Linked DNA regions of Pan troglodytes: region 1 is linked to region 2. The links are chromatin contacts, called in public Hi-C maps. All regions are on one chromosome and are shown on one strand. Each heading gives the region's core, a stretch centred on a gene start, on an enhancer-like site or on the middle of the called end of the contact. The rest is flanking DNA. Distances are from core to core; before and after follow the strand shown. Region 1 has its middle 140 kb from the start of ANKH. Region 2 holds the start of ANKH (ANKH inorganic pyrophosphate transport regulator).

Evidence for each region. A called contact is a pair of places that touch in the nucleus more often than the background predicts.
Region 1: a Hi-C map of stem cell-derived neural progenitor cells shows a contact between it and region 2, with 4 times the contacts expected there. The contact joins the enhancer-like site here to the promoter of ANKH in region 2. A contact is called at or near these places in 1 of 7 Hi-C or Micro-C datasets (stem cell-derived neural progenitor cells), 1 of 1 datasets of contacts at active chromatin or transcription factors (stem cell-derived excitatory neurons) and 1 of 1 other capture datasets (stem cell-derived neural stem cells).

What each region holds. Positions count from the first base shown.
Region 1 is chr4:15,655,715-15,660,052 of NHGRI_mPanTro3-v2.0_pri, reverse strand. No RefSeq gene overlaps it. Among named protein-coding and RNA genes, the nearest start is that of ANKH, 140 kb to the right of the region's middle. Within about 2 kb of position 2,107, at least 2 of the 24 cell types and tissues checked have an H3K27ac peak or open chromatin away from gene starts, as enhancers often do. A contact at or near this core is called in stem cell-derived neural progenitor cells, where this site is marked.
Region 2 is chr4:15,518,937-15,523,855 of NHGRI_mPanTro3-v2.0_pri, reverse strand. ANKH (ANKH inorganic pyrophosphate transport regulator) reads left to right here and starts at 2,173. Exons shown (of 12, transcript XM_003310630.6): 1 at 2,173-2,695. The coding sequence starts at 2,600.

The DNA of each region.
Region 1 (4,338 bases), core at 858-3,357, 140 kb before region 2:
AGGACCAGACCCTCAACCTTCAAACTCCTCCTGCATAATCCTCCTCTGCCCATTATCTTTCACCCCTCCCCAATCTGTGTCAATTATGGAGCATTAACAATTTCCCATCCTCATAAGAAACACAAAAATCTGAATCTTTCAAATGTCATAGGCCTTTTGAGAAGCGATTCTATTTTTAAATATTCTAGAAAGAAATGACACCATCCAAAAAGTAGCTTCAAATTCACTTTGCATTGGCTTGCAAATAAAGATGTGTAAGCTAAGATATGAGATATAGCATGGCTTCCCATGTTATTATTATTACACCTGAGATAGATACAGCACGGCTTCCTGTATCATTATCATTATTATTATTATTATATACAGCACAGCTTATTATGTTGATGCTGCTTTCCTGTGTACTCATTGTTTTGTTTGGGTTTGTTTCCTAAATTACAGTGCAAATGTCTTATAAACATCTTTTGTGCCTCATGTAGGGCTTTGTTTATGAGAAACACTCTATTGAAGTGGGTAAGAACTCAAGCTGAGGCGGATGCTAGATCTCCATTCAAATCTCAGCTCCGCTACCAACAAACCATGGCACCTGGGGCAGGTCTCTCACCCTCTTTGGATCTGTTTTCACATGTAGACATCTGTTGCATGTCCAACTAGCAATACCTCTTTGTTGGGCTGTTGGGAAGAATAAATGAAATATAAAGTATTTAGTGTGGCACCTGACACATAGTGGATTATATATATATATATATGTATATAAATATATTATATATAATATATATAATATATATCATATATAGAGAGAGTATATATATATAGAGAGAGAGAGAGAGAGAAGATTATATATATATAGCCACCGCCCCTATAACTCTTCTATAAGGGAACCTCCCATTCAGTATAAAAGCCTCATATCTTAGGTGTATAAAATATGCTGGCGCTGGCTTGGGTAATATTTTGTCCTACTATTCACTGGTTGATTGATAAGAACATGACCTAAAAACCAAAGTTTATATAAAATAAGCTACAGTATAAATTTAAGAAAAAGAAAACAAGCTACAGTATGAGCACAGAAATTATTAACTTATTCTTTATTGTTGCAGCAACAACATGTCAATTAATACGTTTTAAAATTCCTTTTCTACTCAAAACAATGTCTTTTTATGGACAAGCAGTTTAGCTGCTGCTATTGAGTTTCATTTACCCCCTTGGCAAATGTCACAGTTTTAGAAAGTAAATACAAAGGGGCAGAGAGTTACAAAGGTTGATGTTTCTTGGGTCTGAGCCAAAGGAACTGAATCATCACAGATAAAGCTGGGCAGAAGTCAGCCTTCCATGAATACTGACAGGTCTATTCTTTTATGTGAAATGAACATGTCTACCACGGTTATATAAAGTCATCGATGTAATTTGCAACAGTTTTAAATAAAGGCACTCTCCTCACATAAAAGTTTATCTTAATATTTTAAGAATTGAAGTAATTTAAATACACCATAGTTATGTAAATCATGCATATTTTCCAGTGAATTTGAGCTTTCCTTGGGAAAACAATTATACCCCACACTTCTTTAGTTTAAGAAACCAAGACATCTTTGTTGATTCTTTTATTTTAATTTTCATCCCCTTTCCCAAGTCCACTATCATGGCTTTGAAGGATTCCATCTTTTTCCTCTGCCCTTCATCAAACCACCTTTGATAACGATGCCGAAAGCCTCACTGTGACGCAGCATCCTTAGCCCACCAGCTGATATGCCTTGGCCTAAACATTCCACCCTTAACTCTGAGACCTCTACCGTGCATCTTCCACAGAAAACCAAAGACCACCTGGGCTTTGGACCAAGACAGCTTTCCCCTGGAATCACACTGAAACAGAATAACTCTTGACCATCTTTTTAAAGTGATTGTCAATGTTTCTTTCCTCTTAGAAAAGAATTTAAAGAATGATGTGTTAAGGCAGTATTTTCTTTTAAAGGTAAGAAAAAAGAAGCCCTTAAAGAGGACAGGCTGTGATTATTTGGAAGTGGCTCTGGGCTTCACTGTGTGCCTCCTCCCACCTTCCCACATCACTGCAGCAGGCCACTACAAGAATCCAGCAGGGCCAGAACACACCGCCTGCAGGGAACCACAGCGCTTCCTGGCACGCCAGACACTCAGCCTCTGGATGACGCAACCGAGCGGGACACATTAGTCATGCACAAACAAGAGCAGCCCTTGCCTGACTTTATTTGCTTGGATTCCAAATATCCCCACCTACACTCTGCCAAGTGCAGAATGGCCATGGCAGTCCTCTTTCCTCTCTTCACTTATATAGCAATCACTTACTAAACAACACTTTGCTGGGTACAGCAGGAGCATGAATGAAGTTGTATGCACGACTGTTAGTGACGCAATCTAATGGAGAAGAGGACAATTTTACCAGTGATAGGTATGCAGTGTAAAAGAACTTCTAACCCAGAGGGCACAGGAGAGGAGTTATTAACAAAGACTTTCTGAAAAAGGCAAAGCCTGAGCCGACCCTATACTTAAGATCTCAGAAATCTAGAGAGATCAAAATATGTTTGCATGCTTAGGACAATCCCTGTGTTTTAAGGAGATTACTTCCCAAGACAATGTGTTCAACAAATAACCCTCAATTCCCATTGGAAAATGGGCAGGAGAGCTGTGATTTCTTTATGGAATTAATTTTTGTCCATTTGCTCTCACTTCTTCTTCTTGTAGGGATGAAATCATAAATCCTGTTCACAAAATAGGTATTTCTTGACTTTTAAAACTCTGGTACGGAAAACATCCATTTCCTGCTCAGTTAAATAAGGTTTTTGCAGATGCTGGTTCTCACCCTTCTGCCAAAGCCATTATAGACGTGGGCTGTAGTGTTTGGACAGACTTTAAATAGGAGCATTGAATCCCAGTGGGTGTGTCCTGATGTGATAATTGCTTTTGGGACAGGTTATTGTTGTGCGTGTCGCCTGGTCCGAGACATTTGGCTTAAAATACATTTTGCATATCGTGCAAATCACTTGGAAAAAAAATCTTTGGTGAGCTGCCTATAAAACTCTTAGCACAGACTAAGTCATATCCTCAAGTATTTCATTTTTCCATTGGACCTAACTTCCCTGGAGCCTTAAAAAAAATAATAGAGACTTTAATTAAAGGCCAATTTTATTACTCTTGTTCTAGGGGTGGAGAAACTGAGACACCAGCATAAAATGAATCATCCACAGTTGCAGAAAGGGTCTGAAACAGTATCTACTGGCAAATGATGTTCTGACGTCTATTCATTAGATATTATGACTTTTTAGATTCCCTTTCAGTAAGATATTTTCCATGTTTGTAATATCATGCAACAAATCTGTAGAAGGGGATGCAAAAAAGAAAATACACACAATTGAAATGGACTTCAGGATTGTCTTGCTGTGCACCTAATGTGCTTTAATTGTACAGTGTACTATACATAAAAACCATGCCTTTAATTTTTTTATCCTTCTGAGCACATATCTATGCTATCCTTCAAGATGGCACGTTGAAGGCATAAACTAAACCTATTTCTGCTCTCTGTAAAGCACATTCTAAGGTTATATTGATGTTACAAGACTACTTTCCAGCAAATGCATTGGCCTATTAACTTACTCTTAATTCATTGTCTTCAGCAGGGAATATACACCAAGAAATACACTGTCAATATTCAGCAGTCAAATGGGAATATTCTTTGGCTGTTGAGTGTTGAAAATATATTTCTTGGTAAATATTCTCTGCTAAAGACAAATTAAAAATAAGGTAATAGACCAATACAGTTGTGGGAGGGCAGCCCAGCGGTCACATGTAACCCTTGATACTTCTAGTCCTTGCCATGATCTAGAATAGACGCATTCCCAGAGGCAGGAAAATGTTCTTCCCATGGAATTGTGGTCATCTCCCCAACGGGGAGGTCCCCCTCTTCATATTGACCTGTCATAGACTCACCATGTGGATGAACAAGCCTGAGCCAGATAACCAAACTACAGCTCCCCATCCTCTGGAGAGAACCATCAGCAATCCACACTAGAGCTTTCATTCTTTTCACAGTTATTTCTTGAGCACCTCCTAAGTGCTGGGCTCTGTGCTACAAACTAGGAATAAAGAAGTGAACACAGTAGATACAGCCTCGTGGAGCTTACAGTCTAGTGGGAGAGACACTGAACAAACACAGAGTGTTTGTTGAAAACATACAGAGTACTACTATGAAAACATTTAATGAGGGAATCCAAGCTAGACAGGGAAATGAGGACAAGAGCTATCCGTAAGAAGAAAACAGTTAAGCTAAGAACTGGTTCTCAAAGTTGCCTACACAATGAAATTGCCTGGAAAGCC
Region 2 (4,919 bases), core at 924-3,423:
ATTTAAAAAACGCACTTTTAGAACACTCAAACAAGGATGATGACCTTTCATTGATCCACTGGAATTTTCTCATCATTCCCCTAAAGACCAAAGGTGTGCATTCACATCAGGCAGCCGGGGCTGTGGCGGTCCTTGTCCCGAGACCAATAAAAGCAAACTGGACTTGATGGAGATCGATCTAGGACCTCATCAATCCCACATTCTAGACAAAGGTCAGTGTAATTCGATTGCTCTAAGTAAAATGAGCCCATGAAACCTAGAATAACAGAATGATAAACCATGAGGTGATATTTGTTTTGGGAAAAAAGAAACCTCTTTCCCAGAGAATTCCTTTAAATAACAAGCTCCCTTTTTGTATATTTAAGTTAAATTCAAATATATTAAAACACACCTTTCAGGAACTTGCTCCTGAAGACAGTCCTGTCCACATGAACCTCCTGTTTTGCTGGGAAATCTTTTAAATACAGTATTGCTATTTGACACATTTAACAATAAATACTTACCAAAGTTTAATTTTAATCATAGGGAATGTAATTTGAGGTTACATCAGAGCTACAAGGTAAATTAGCTTCCTATTTTTCAAAGCCTGCTCAAATTGTGTGGAATTTCAAAAAAGTATTTTAAAAGGATGTAAAATATGGAAATATTTATTTATTTATTTATTATTTTTTGAGAGGGAGTCTCACTCTGTCACCCAGGCTGGAGTGCCATGGGTGACGCTGCAACCTCCGTCTTCCGGGTTCAAACCATTCTCCTGCCTTAGCCTCTTGAGTAGCTGGGGCTACCGGTGCCCACCACTCACGCCCGGCCTATGGAAACATTTAACACTTTCAAAGTAGTTGGGAAATACCTGAACCCAGGATATTGAGGTCTCAAGCTCACTATTTACAAAAGCTTTACAAAGCTAAATTGTGAGTTAATCGGTTCATTCTAGGTACAAGATACTTTACTTTTAATAATAAATTACTTTACTTCGTTATATTTATTAAATGCAGAGATGTGTGTGAGAGTTGGTACAAAATAGTAAGACCACGATAGGCTACATACTATGCCAGGCCCACTACAAAATGAAAACGCAGAGACCCTTGTTCAAATTCAAGAGTGCAACAGCAGCGCGTTAGTCCTTTTAAGTGCGGGCCCTCTGTGACTGCACAGATGGCACGCCCGTGAAGCCAGCCCTGCCCAGAGTCCCTTTTCATTCACTGGGTCCTCCTCCCTCGCGTCACAGTCCTGGGGTGCGGGGATGGATGCTGGCGTTGCTGTCACACTGCCGAGCTTTAGGTCAAACTCTCAGTACCGCGACTAGTTACCCTGAAATCACTGGGGCCCGGTATTACAAAACAGAACACACTTTCCTCTTTCTTCCCCTTTATTTAAAAGAGATGATAGGCTTTACGAGTTATTTTTAATAGCAATTTTTTACAATGAAAAGAATTCGGGCGTACTGTTTGCAAATTGCAGCAGACAGGTCTGAGCGCCCCAGAAGGCGACCGGCCCCAGCCTGGGAGCCTGCGGGGACCACTCCCTGCTGCCCTGGCGCATGTCCTCCAGGGACACGGGCCACTGTTGCCCCTGGAAACCCTGGGGGACAGGCTCCCTCCTGGACGACCTTTCCACGTTTCTTTCGCCCCCCCGGAGCGGCACCTCCATACCTCCCGGGCCGCTAGTCCCCCGAAGCAGGCCCCAGCCCCGGCGCAAGCTGCCTCCTCCGCAGTCCCCGCCTGCCGCCAGCCCGGCCACCGCCGGACTGCGCCCTTCCCAGCCCCGCGCCCCGCTCCCCAGCCCTCCTCGCGCGTCCGAGCCCACGTCGCTTGCCCCGGCTGGCAAGTCTTCCAGACGGCCGGGCCCTCCCGGCACAGCGCGGGAACCCCGGCCCCCGCCCCACGGGACGCGGGCTACAGGGCCCGGCCGGCGAGCCAGGGCACCCCGGGGTCTCCAGGCGGCCCACCGCCCTCGCCCCCCACCGGCGTCCCCAAGCCCCCAGACCGTCCCCGCCGCGCCCTCAGCGCCGCCGCCCCCGGGCCGGCCGAGGCTCCGCGGCGAGTCCCGCCCAGCGCCCCGGAGGCGCCAGCCCCACGGCCCGAGCGTGCGCAGCGCCCCCGGCGGCCGCGCCAAGCGCAGGCGACGGCACAGGAAAGGAGGCCGCGGCGCGCCCGGCCCGGCCCCCTCCCCAGCCCGCCCCCGGGGCCGCTGGCGGTGTCCGCGCCTCCGCTCCCGCCCCTGATTTCCTCCGGGCGGCGGCGGCGGCGGCGGCGCCTCGTGCGCGCGGTTATTTATTTCCGGGCCCCAGAGCGCTTATAATGGAGCCGCTGTCAGCAGAACCTTCTGCCGCCGCCGTCCCTCCTCTTTTTTTTCCCGGCAGATCTTTGTTGTGTGGGAGGGCAGCAGGGATGGACTTGAGCTTGCGGATCCCCTGCTAGAGCAGCCGCTCTCGGAGAAGGCGCCGCAGCCGCGAGGAGGAGCCGCCGCCGCCGCGCCCGAGGCCCCGCCGCCCGCGGCCTCTGTCGGCCCGCGCCCCGCTCGCCCCGTCGCCCCTCGCCTCCCCGCAGAGTCCCCTCGCGGCAGCAGATGTGTGTGGGGTCAGCCCACGGCGGGGACTATGGTGAAATTCCCGGCGCTCACGCACTACTGGCCCCTGATCCGGTTCTTGGTGCCCCTGGGCATCACCAACATAGCCATCGACTTCGGGGAGCAGGTAAGCCCCGGCCCCGCGCCCCACGCCCGCTCGCCCTGCCTTGGCCTTACACGCCCGGACACGGGGGCGGAGGGGAGTCACCTGCTCCTAGTCCCTCTTTATCCTGAAACATTTGGTCGGGTGTGCAGCTTGTCAAGGGTGACTTTTCCAGCACCCCATTCCCTCCCTCCCTCCCCTCAATTATTCAGCAGACTTTTCCAGCCCTCTCTGGAAAATGTTAAAAAGACTGGATGGTGTGAAGCTTCACCTATGGAAGGGTTTTTAGTGCACGGCAGTATTATGTAATTTGCGATTATGTAAACCTCAGCTCTAATTAAAATGTAGTTTCTAGTAGCTTAAGTGCTGGGTTTTTATTTACCCATGGCTGGTGGTAATGGTGACGGTGGGGAGATCTGTTTTATAATGCGTCCAAGTTGATTTCCCAGGTACTTCCATTTTTAAACATTTGTTTCGTAGTCCAGGTAAGGATTAGGGGTATCCCGAATGTGTCCTGATAAGCCGGTCTTGACCATTTATTTCTAGTTTGGGATTTCTTTTTTTTCCTTTTCCTTTTCTTTTTTTCTTTCTTTCTTTCTTTCTCTTTTTTTTTTTTTTTTTTCATGGACCACTAAAGAAGGGGAGCACATTTTTGTTTGGGGTCGCCTTCTCGTCCTTGTTTCTTTTCACGTTTTCTCCATGTGGCGTCATTGAAAATCTAGCGCTGCAAGCTCTCCAGCGATGGGGCATTGGCACCCTGCACTTTGCATGTGGGGACCGTTTTGGCAGGGCCACCAGCGGGATGCAGCAGCGTTCTAAGGCCGGGGAGAGGATTTGGTGATGGGGAGGCAGTGACATGCCACCCTGATGGGCAGGTGTCCCAAGTGGCCAGAGCGTGTGACGAGCGGCACTCCTGTATTGTGGTACTGTCTTTCTTCTTTCCTTTTAAGTCAAGAGACTTAAACGGATATTTATCTAGAATATGCACCTATTTTGATGCAGTACTCATTGTAAAAGTAAAACAGCTTTCAGGAGGCAGTTACAAATCGGAGATTTGTGTGACTCCTTCGTTTGACGAATATCTGTTTGGATTTGTCTTTCTGTGCTCAAAACTTTTGAATAATTGCAACTCTGTAAGCTCTCTAATATGTAGCCCACATTGTAAGCTACTTTTTACTTTGAATTTTGTTGGTGATAGGTGTTCACAATATGGCATATTCTCTAGAGACCTTTGTTTACCGCGCCAACCAATGTCCTTTGATAAAAATCTTGTCTCTTCCGTTGCCACTGTGCCCTGCCAGTGCCTCACAAGGGTACCCCAAGGGCTTCTTCTTCCCTGCTCCACCCTGTACCCGCCCACCTTCCCTTCTTTCTATAGTAACTGGTGACTTTGAACACTTCCTACAATCCGTAGAAAAGCTTTTAGACACGAATTTACTACATTGCCCATTTTAGATGAGTCAAATGCTGTATATTCACTCGAGCCTTTCCTATTTTAAGGCTTACCTTCTTGGAGCTGCCCCAAAGGTTGTCAGAAAGCCCAGGCTGCTCATCTGAACTGGTGTGTGTTTGTGTGCATGTAAGAATCATATCGAGATAACTAGTGGAAATAAGAGTAGTCTGTGTCATCATTAAACCACCTGACGCATACCACAATATTGCCTCCCTTTTGCCTTGATTTAATGAAAGGCTGACATAACTAGGTTTGATTTTAGTATAAGAAAAAGAATCTCCTGAAGTCACAAAAGGGAGGTTAAACATAAGAGATAACTATCCAGATGGTTTATCCTCGCAGGTCTAGTAATTCTAACTCATCCTTAAAACATTGCTAACCTGATTATCATGGCTGATGTAAGCAAAGTACTTAATGGAGTTGTGTTTTTGCAGAGAAGCAAAATGTTATCAACAAGTGTCATTTGAGGTCCTTTTCCCAAAAACACCAGAGTATGAGGTTATAGGCTGCCTGGAGGGCGGAGATATTTTATCACAGAGTTAAGGGTGGAGAAATGGGGGGAAGAAATTGATAGGTTTTCCAAACCTTGCTTTGCCTTCTGGTGTCAGATGATAATTGTTTTTGCAAAATGCTGCAGGGTGAGAGAGAGTGAGACTGACTTACTCTTTCTCAGCATTAAACTGGAGGGAAAGAATTACAGTGGGAGCTGAAGAGTGGCCTGGTATGTGTGGGTGATGAATAGAAGAACATTTTACCCCAATTCTTCTGAAGCACAGTAAAGAGGAGGAGAAATGA